Regions from separate parts of the Mus musculus genome. Here regions 2 and 3 are each linked to region 1. A link is a contact called in public HiChIP or PLAC-seq and capture Hi-C data. All regions are on one chromosome and are shown on one strand. The core of a region is the stretch at or near the end of the contact, and the rest is flanking DNA. Distances in the headings are between cores, read along the strand shown. Region 1 has its middle 52 kb from the start of Gm40016. Region 2 overlaps Cox10 (heme A:farnesyltransferase cytochrome c oxidase assembly factor 10). Region 3 overlaps Cox10 (heme A:farnesyltransferase cytochrome c oxidase assembly factor 10).

Region 1 (2,884 bases), core at 118-2,617:
CTTGGGGCCTCTGGAAGAGCAATCGGTGATCTTAATAGACTAAGCTCTCTCTCCAGCCCTGTGATATCTTCTTGAACAATGGTGACTTTATCCTGTTTTGTCATCTCTCATGTGACTTCCCAACAGCACAAACTCAAATGCTGTATTACCACTACCACGTAAGCGGATTATGGACCTAGATTTTTAGCCAGTGTCTCTGCTGGCACCATCTTCCTGTGACAAACCATTCAGTGATCTATCTCTTAATTTAACTTCTGGAAACCCTGCTTTCTCAACCTCAGAGTCAACAGTGCAACCCCCAAGCCACACCCTATTCCAGATGTGAACACTGTCACCTCATACACCGTTTTACTCAGTCCCTACTTTCTGGGCTTGCCTGTCCCCGCCTAAGTGTCTGCACTAAATCCTTTGGACGTGCTGGCTTTATGTCACTCTTCCTTGTTTCCAAGTGTTCTTCAAATTGTAACCTTGTCTGTCTTTTTCTCTGGTATTCAAAACTCTGGCAATCTATAAAACAGAAGCCAGCACTTGCCTTCTTCAGTATTTATGTGTCCTGGTCTTGTTGCTCCCAAGAGAGTAGAGTAGAGCAAGCTCACATGGCCCTTCAGGTGTATATATATTCATTTCATGCTTTGAGGTCCGTTTTACTTTGGACTCTGGAAATGTCCCCCACTGCCTGGAAGATGACATCCTTGCCTAGGATCCAGCTGCCGAATTTCCCCTCTGCCTTAATTCTATTTCCAGCCCCAGTGGGCCAGTCTCTTCCTCAGCCCTCCATCTTTCTTCCTGACCTCACAGTGACTAGGCCACAGAAGAGCAATACACAGTAACGACTACTAATATTTATTTAGGTTAACAGTGTGTGTGTGTGTGTGTGTGTGTGTGTGTGTGTGTGTGGACTGCTGCAAGCAATTTCTCTCATTTAATCGTCCCCAAACAAACAAAACAAACAAAACAAAACAAAGAGAGGCACCCTCCCCTCCCTTTAGGTCTGAGGTGGGTAAATGTTTTTTAGAAGGAAGCCTCAGAGAGCCCCGGCTACTTCCATGGAAACAAAGGCTGTTTTCAAACACCGTTAAGAAACTGTTTCTATCTTGGGCTTTCAATGACCCGGATTGTACATGTGTGGAGCCGGGAAGAAAGAAAGGAAAGAGGGATAAAAAAAAAAGTGCCACGGGAAGCTCTTCGTTTAATGCATTGGTTAATTAATCAATTAATTTTGGGTTATGCACAGGCACTTTCTTCTCCGAAATGTGGAAAAAGCGGGGCTTTGTGTGTGTCCCGGGAGCTCTCTGAAGCTGGAAGGTGCCACACAGGCCTCCGGCTTGGCTTCCCCTTTTCTCCCCAAGGCCCATCCTTAGGTATTTCAGTGTTGAATAAACAGGCCTGGAGTTGTGTGCCCAGTTCAGGACACCCTGCTGCGAGCATGTCCTTAATACCAACAATGCCACGCTTTTATTCCAAACTGACCCCACTGACCCCCAAAAGTTTGTTCCCTCAACTGGGTCTCCTTGGCCCTTTCATTCCCCTGAATTCCCTACACAAAGCCCTTGTCACATCCACAGTCCTCTCGAAACTAAACTGGGATGGGAAGAGAGGGGGAGTGGAAAAGAAGTTGAAAATAGCCAAACCTTGATCCTCCACCTAAAAGAGACTGAAGACATTAGCATGTTAAACCGTCTGCGCGGCTCGGCTTCCTCACCCACCCCCACCCTCACTGGAGCGCATTCTTTTCGAAAATCCTGAGAATTGGGGCCCAAGTCTCCGTCTGAAGGAGCGACAGGTCAGTGCAGATAAGAGACCCCACTGCGACAAAAGCTCTCCTTTACATCCGTGATTGTCGCAAGTTTCGAGGAAAACATTTACATTCCGAAAGGAAGGCTCTGGTTTTCAGTAGAGGAAAAAAAGATACTTGGGGCGTCGGAGTCGCTTTCCGACCCCTCCCCCAGCTTGTTTGTTTATCTTTGATCTTCAGGGGCAGTATTTCAAGGAAGAACAGCATCACTAGCTATGGGGAAAAAATGTGTTTTCTGCTTGTTTTTTTTTTTCTTTTTTTCTTTTTAATCTTTTAATTATCCAGTTCCTCTCTGCCACACACCCACCATGCGTGGAAAGTGCCGGCAACGCTGAGATGGAGCGACTTCAAAAAGGACTCTGACCTCCGTGGCCTGTTCCTTGCTTTCTGTTTTACTTTCTTCTGGCTCAGTGCAATGAGAGTCCGCCAGTACGAGAAAAGCAGAATACAGTTAAGTTTTTCCTCGAGTCTCAAGGAGTTCAACGCATGCATTATCTCGTTTGCTTCGATAGATTTATTTTAATCTCCCATCATGCATTAGCTCCTACAACCCTTTGACGCCAAGAGTCGCCTCTGAAGACATACAGTGACAATGAGAAGCCTTGTGATGTTTTGAGGATTCATGGGGATATTATGAATTGAAGACATCCCAGTTGGCAGGAAATTCACATGGATTTAACTATTTTAAAGAGAACAAGCGACAGGCAATTAGCATATTCACAACATTGTCAAACAGTGTTCTATTTAGTTCCAAAATATTTTCACCACCTCCAAATAAAATTATAGAACCATCAAAGAGTTGATCCTCACTGCTTCTTGTACCAGTTCCATGGCTTTAACAGTCCAGGACATTTCACAAGAGTGGCACCGGGCCTCTTCCTGTCCTGATTCACTGACACAGCAAGTGCTCTTGAGATTCCTTTGTGATGTAGAACGTATCTGCATTTCACTGTTTTATACAGTGCTGCAGTTTAAATCCGAGATGTCCCTTATGAGCCCACAGTTAGACACTTTGGTCTTTAGCAGCTGCTGATGTGTTTAGAAGGTAGAGGGCTAGCTGAGGAATCATTTTGAAGGCTGTATCTGTTA
Region 2 (2,884 bases), core at 237-2,736, 620 kb after region 1:
CCTCAAGTGACTTGTGCACCTCCTCTGAGCATCCATTTCTCACCTGTCAGATATAGGGTTACTATACAGATAAAATCAGATGATAGATGTAAGGTTCATGGTGACCTCGAGTAAGACCATTCTTTTTGTTATCACCATTTTTACTTTGAATCTAACTATTTGCAAAATGACATGTTAGAGCGAGAGGACTCAGAGTGACCAAGGCACAGCCCGGGGGTGGGGGTAGGTTGCTCCTTGCAAACTGGACAAAGTAAGAAATTAGAAATTTAACTCACTGTGCAAGAACTAGGAGGCACAAGAAATTAACCACAGGGTGAAACGGGACCAGTGACCCTTTGCCTATAGTGTTGATCCTAAGAGTAGCATGGGCGCACTACACAAGAGGCAGGCAGAATATGGGAACTCCCCTTACTGAAGAGAACCAGTGTAGACTGAGAAAGGTCAGCAGCCTCTATCAGGTAAACTCCAGCCACGTGTTACTCTGCTAATAGTGCATCTAACTGGAAATTATTTTCCCACTATCAGAAAACTAGTATGTCTAATGAGAAAAAAAAATTACACCAATCAGAACTGCTCTTATGTACCCACAACAGCACAGACTTCCTCTGGGAAGAGACACACTGCTTACCATCTCACCACTCCTCCTGTACCCAGTGGGAATGCCCAGCGGTCCTAGCAGTCAGTTGGGTTTGCTCCCCACTCCCTTGGCCCACTGACCTTCGTCAGCATCAGACATGACCATACTTCCACAACCACACTACAACTTCAAGCTAGAGTAGGAATGGATAAGAAACCATCATTACCAAGCAAATCTGCTTTAGTGTAAAAAGCATAAACTTTAGCATTCTTGAAAATTCTATTTAGCAAAAGCTGGCAGATAACATACAAGTAAGGACTTGAGTGAAAAGCTCAGAACTTCCTTTTTGAAAACAGAACTAGGAGGGGAGGGAGGGAAAGGGACACTTGGGGCTGGTGAGACAGCTGGAGGGGGGGGGGGCGGGGGCGGGAGGCCTTACCCACCGGCCTGCTAGCCTGACTCTAGAACCAACTCCAGGTGGCAGTCCTCTTGACACACCCCACACTCCCTACATGACATGCCACATGCCCTCCACTCTAAGTAAGTAAGTAAATAAATAAATAAATAAATTTTAAAGGAATTCTTTTCAACTTCATGTAAAAGTATTGCTAGTTATTTACTTCTAATTAGGGAATACAGAGGACATTTTATTTATAACAGTGTTAAACACCTCTTATTTCCATTGCTTTTAAAGAACGGTGGCTGAAAGATAACCTCTATGAAGTAGCCAAACAGGGTATATGGTAAGACAGTGATGTGAAGACACCCCAGCACAGGAGTTTTCCAAGGAGGGACCTGAGGGCCAAGTGTTCCCGAGCTGGCCCCACGCACCTGCAGTCTAATGAAGCTCTCTGAGTGAGAGTGTTTCCAGAGTGAACTGTCGCCAGGTTTGCGGCTGGGCTGTGGTGGTAACGCCCTAACTGGGAATGTGCCTTAGGCCTTCCTTACTCCAGGCTCCCTAAGTCCCACAGAATCAAGTCAGAGCTCTTATCGTGGCAATTACGACACTGAAAAGAACAGGCCAACTGCTTGCTCCCAGCACCCTGCACATTCGAGGCCTCTCTATGTGTGTGTGTGCTTTCCATTCCCTCCTACAACTTCTGACTAAAGTAGAACTGGCTGGACTACTGCTTCTGACTAAAACACACTTTTCCTCATCTTTATGTCCCCCACACAATCCAACTCAATGGGTGGCCTCTCTAAGCACCTCACTCTCTCTACCTCAGAAGCTAGCTATAATCTTTCTCTGCGATATCACACACCACTTTGTTTCTCTTACTTGTTTTCTAGCCTGAGTTGGCGTTATCTGTGAACATTCCTAACATTTCCCACCTTGCTGCTGAGGCAGAGATGTCTCGTTTGCCTCTTTCCACTACAAGATACAGGTAGACCATACAATGGAGCCTCCCTTTTACAGACAAACCAAATCAAAGAACAGTTCTATCATCCGTCCCACGCCACACAGCTAGTGACAGGATTGCAGTTACAGTTCCTAGGCATCATGGCCTAGAGCAGGACACTGCGGCTGTTAACATGGTCTCTGCATCTCCCCACTAACGTCTACTCTGTTTAAAGCCTCAGTGTAGAAGCTGCAGTGAGGACAGTAGTAAGTGCGGTGGTGGGCTCCATGGTCCCCCACCACACCCCTCCACCATGGCTCTCCACCACTTCTGCCAGTGCCCTCGCACATTATTGTTTTTTCTTACTGGTTTCTTTTTAAAAAGCAAACCTTGTATACAGAAGTTTGTTCCCTACTCAAAATAAAATCTAGGTAACAAATCCTGACATGAAAGACGAGGTGAGGCACATCAGGAATAAAAGGAGAGTTGGGAGATATGGGCAAATAGCTTTAAAACAATCGCAGAATTGGGATCAAGACTACAAGTTTTCAAGAATCAGACCTAATGAAAAGTAAGCCAGGCTTCATTCAGTAGGACAGTCTCATGGTCCTGGCTTCTTTATGTAGTCACTGAAGGACAACGGAAATGAAGTCAGACAGACAAGACTCCCCGCATCATGACTGCCACATTTCTAAGGATCTAATGGTTTTTGTTGTTTTACTTTTAGAGATAGGTTTTCTCTCTGTGTAGCCCCAAGATGGCCTCAAACGCTCAAACGCAGATCCTTCTGCTCAGGCTCCCCAGTATTTGAGATTACAGGCATGTACCCACCACACTTGGTCAAGTTTTAAGGTTACAATGCTAAGTTGGAAAGTCCTCACATGAAGCTGTTGGGCTTCACTACCTTTGTTTCATTGCCTGATCAACTTCCTCCTTCCCTCCCTCCTTCCCTCCCTCCCTTCTTCCC
Region 3 (2,884 bases), core at 146-2,645, 590 kb after region 1:
TTTTTCAAAAGCAACATCTGGGCAGAAATTCCATGCTAACTAAGCTTGTGGGTTGATTTTAGTGACGGTACAGCACCCCTTCCGCACACCAAGGGATCAGAGTTCCTGCTGCTTGATTCTGTTTCCCATGCATTTTATAGAGTGTCTTTCAGTTAGCTCATTGCTCTGGTTTAGATATTTAAACCGCATTTCCAAAACACAGAGCAGAGTATGTTCAGAGAAAGTTCATGCGTGTTAGCAGTTAGACTGCAGACCTTACATGTAGCGGCCGTTTGTTGCCTACTCATGTTTCCCTGTGGTGTATATATATATATATATATATATATATATATATATATATATATATATATTATGCTTTCATGGCTTTAACTATTTCTGAAGCACAACTTGAATTCTTGCAATGTGTTGAATATAAAAGACAAATATGATATGAACCCTCAGAATGTACAGTTTCCTTGACACTCAAGGAAGATTGGTTTCAAGATGCTACGGATATTTGTGTCCCATAAATGGAATGGGAAGTAAGGCATGCAGAGTACTGTCACACTTCCACACGCTGTATGTCACCGCCAGGCTCCTTGCTTCACCTACGACAAAGTGAATGCTGTGAAGTGGCTGCTGAACTGCAGCAGAGTACAAGGAAGAGCATGCTGACTCAGCACAGACACGTCCTGTAGCCAAACACTCCTGACTTGGAGGATTAAATTTATGGGCCATGCAATAAAAAATAAAACAAAGAGGATGAATTAACTGTACCCAGGAGAGTTCAGAGCACACTGAGAGCGACAGGCTGGAGAGAGGTGGACAGCTCACAGGTCTCTCTTGGGCCTAAGCTGCTCTTCTAACAGAAGGTTCTGCTCAGGGTTTGAGTGGCCACAGGACCAGTAACCCCACTTCACTTCTACGGTCCCCTAAGAACCTATCTCATCTAAACTGGGCCAGCTGAGACTCCTTCCCTGGGACAGTACAAGGCAGCAGGGAAATGTGACCAGCTTCTTTTACTGACGATGGCCACAGAATAACACGCAGAGGAAATAAAAAGGGAGGCGAGACCAATGCTAGGGAGCAGTGATCCGGAAGGCCTTCACCTTTCCTTCTTCAGTTCAGTTGAAAGCTTCACAGGTACTGCACTGTCCTGGGAGCACAAGGAAGGAGAATTTCCAAACACTGGAGCAATGAATACCTCATTTTCCCCCTCAGCAAACAATATATTTTTTGTCTAGGTTAAAATTTCAAAAGAGCTTTTCCTCTCAGTCTGTTTTTGTAAAAATCCACCAATCGTTTGGCCATTTTTCATTTTGAACTTTTGCTTCCTTCCTCGGGCTCACAGCCTTGTCACACCCTCAGCTACAGGCTCCCTGCCCTCCAGCAACTCCAAGATCAGCTGTGTGTTTACACTCCTAGAGTGAGGAGCATTGGAAACAAAAGTCAGCCTAGCCCAGAGGACAGGGCCTTGCGAGCTCTTACACCTTGTACCACTTGCAGAGTCACCTTCACATGACCTCAGCCATCACTGCTCTGGCTCCTTCTGGGTCTTGGGTCTGCTTTGTCTATTCCTGCATATACACTCGCTCCAGGAAGCAGGCAGTTGGCTCCAGTGTTCCCTGCCTCCTAACCCAGTATCTCATGCAGGAAGCTGAGTCCCTGCTAGTCTTGAGAGAAATGTTCAGAATCAACAGGCCCTGGGACTGTCCTGAAAGCACAGGGAGGGAGGTGCTGGTGGGGACATTGTGACACACTGCTCCAACTCAAACTGCAAGTGCTAATTTCTATACATTGAAGAAAAAGTCCACGCTCAGAAGAAACTATGAAGGTGCTAGGCAGATGGGTACCTCAATGCCACTTACAATGACTATAAGTTGTGTTAGGGAAAATATCCAACTAGGTAACAAGATATATCCTTTCTCCACCCCCTTCTCCCCGCCCCCCCCCCGCCCCCCTCCCCCACAGTGTGAGAGCAACATTCCTCCAAAGGCCCCGCAGAAAGACACACCCTGCAGTTCAGGGCTTGTTGCTCCATCCATCCCCTGGAAAGCTGTCAGTGTGTGTTTGTCATTCCCGTCCAGCTCACAGCTCCTAACAGCTCGATAGTATCTCCATCAATCTCCAACCAGATTAAAAGGGATATTTAAAAAAAATAAAAAGCTCAGAGAGGGGCTCTAGCAGGACCCACATATCATTTCTTCTTACAAATCAGTTAAGATGCCCAGGCAGCTGTCACTTTTCCCTTGTTACCCATGTCCTACTGGTCTACCTCCAATAAACAAACTACGACTCATTCTCATTGAGATTTTTTTTTCCCCATGAGGCATGTGAAATAGCAAATGCAGGCAGTCTGGCATCCATCAAAAGTGGTTTTCATGCATATGGAGACTGGGCAATGTTCTTTGAAGAGGTCACACAGGCCACCTCTCATGAAGGCTTTGTCCTCAAAAGAAAAAAATAAAAAAGGCTCAAAACATTAGTAACCTAGTCCTTATTAAAGTCAAGTGCTGCATCCTAGAGTAAAAGAAACCCCAGCCCTGCCTAGCTCCCAGAGCCTCTACCGTAAAGTGACCTTCTGTTCCTGCCAGGGGAATCTCAATTTGTAAACACTGCTTTCTCACAAAAGATGGAAGGAAAATGAAATATTTATAATACCTGCTCTGAGTAGTGAGGGAGGGTGATTTATTATTCTTATCTTCCCGATTTTTCAGTGTCTATAAAGACCATGCATTTTCTAGTTAGGGAAAAACCAAAAGTAAGGCCAAGCCAGGTGTGTCTCTGGTACACACCTTTAACTACAGCCTTGAAGAAGAAATCAGGGAGATGGCCTGTTAGAGCCTACCCTGACTGCATGACCAAACTGATACAACACCTAGATAGCCACTCTCTAAGTTAACTG

Evidence for each region. HiChIP or PLAC-seq counts read pairs in DNA pulled down with a chosen protein or histone mark. Capture Hi-C pulls out chosen DNA fragments and counts their contacts.
Region 2: an H3K27ac HiChIP or PLAC-seq map of extraembryonic endoderm stem cells shows a contact between it and region 1, with 3 times the contacts expected there. The contact joins two enhancer-like sites. A contact is called at or near these places in 2 of 115 datasets of contacts at active chromatin or transcription factors (embryonic stem cells and extraembryonic endoderm stem cells) and 1 of 9 other capture datasets (embryonic stem cells).
Region 3: a contact with region 1 is called in a capture Hi-C map of embryonic stem cells, with 5 times the contacts expected there. The contact joins two enhancer-like sites. A contact is called at or near these places in 1 of 115 datasets of contacts at active chromatin or transcription factors (embryonic stem cells) and 1 of 9 other capture datasets (embryonic stem cells).

Annotation. Positions count from the first base shown.
Region 1 is chr11:63,411,099-63,413,982 of GRCm38.p6, forward strand. No RefSeq gene overlaps it. Among named protein-coding and RNA genes, the nearest start is that of Gm40016, 52 kb to the right of the region's middle. Within about 2 kb of position 1,368, at least 45 of the 459 cell types and tissues checked have an H3K27ac peak or open chromatin away from gene starts, as enhancers often do. A contact at or near this core is called in embryonic stem cells and extraembryonic endoderm stem cells, where this site is marked.
Region 2 is chr11:64,026,110-64,028,993 of GRCm38.p6, forward strand. All of the region lies in intron 4 of Cox10 (heme A:farnesyltransferase cytochrome c oxidase assembly factor 10), which reads right to left. Among named protein-coding and RNA genes, the nearest start is that of Gm51866, 5.5 kb to the right of the region's middle. Within about 2 kb of position 1,487, at least 25 of the 459 cell types and tissues checked have an H3K27ac peak or open chromatin away from gene starts, as enhancers often do. A contact at or near this core is called in extraembryonic endoderm stem cells, where this site is marked.
Region 3 is chr11:63,998,951-64,001,834 of GRCm38.p6, forward strand. All of the region lies in intron 4 of Cox10 (heme A:farnesyltransferase cytochrome c oxidase assembly factor 10), which reads right to left. Among named protein-coding and RNA genes, the nearest start is that of Gm51866, 33 kb to the right of the region's middle. Within about 2 kb of position 1,396, at least 27 of the 459 cell types and tissues checked have an H3K27ac peak or open chromatin away from gene starts, as enhancers often do. A contact at or near this core is called in embryonic stem cells, where this site is marked.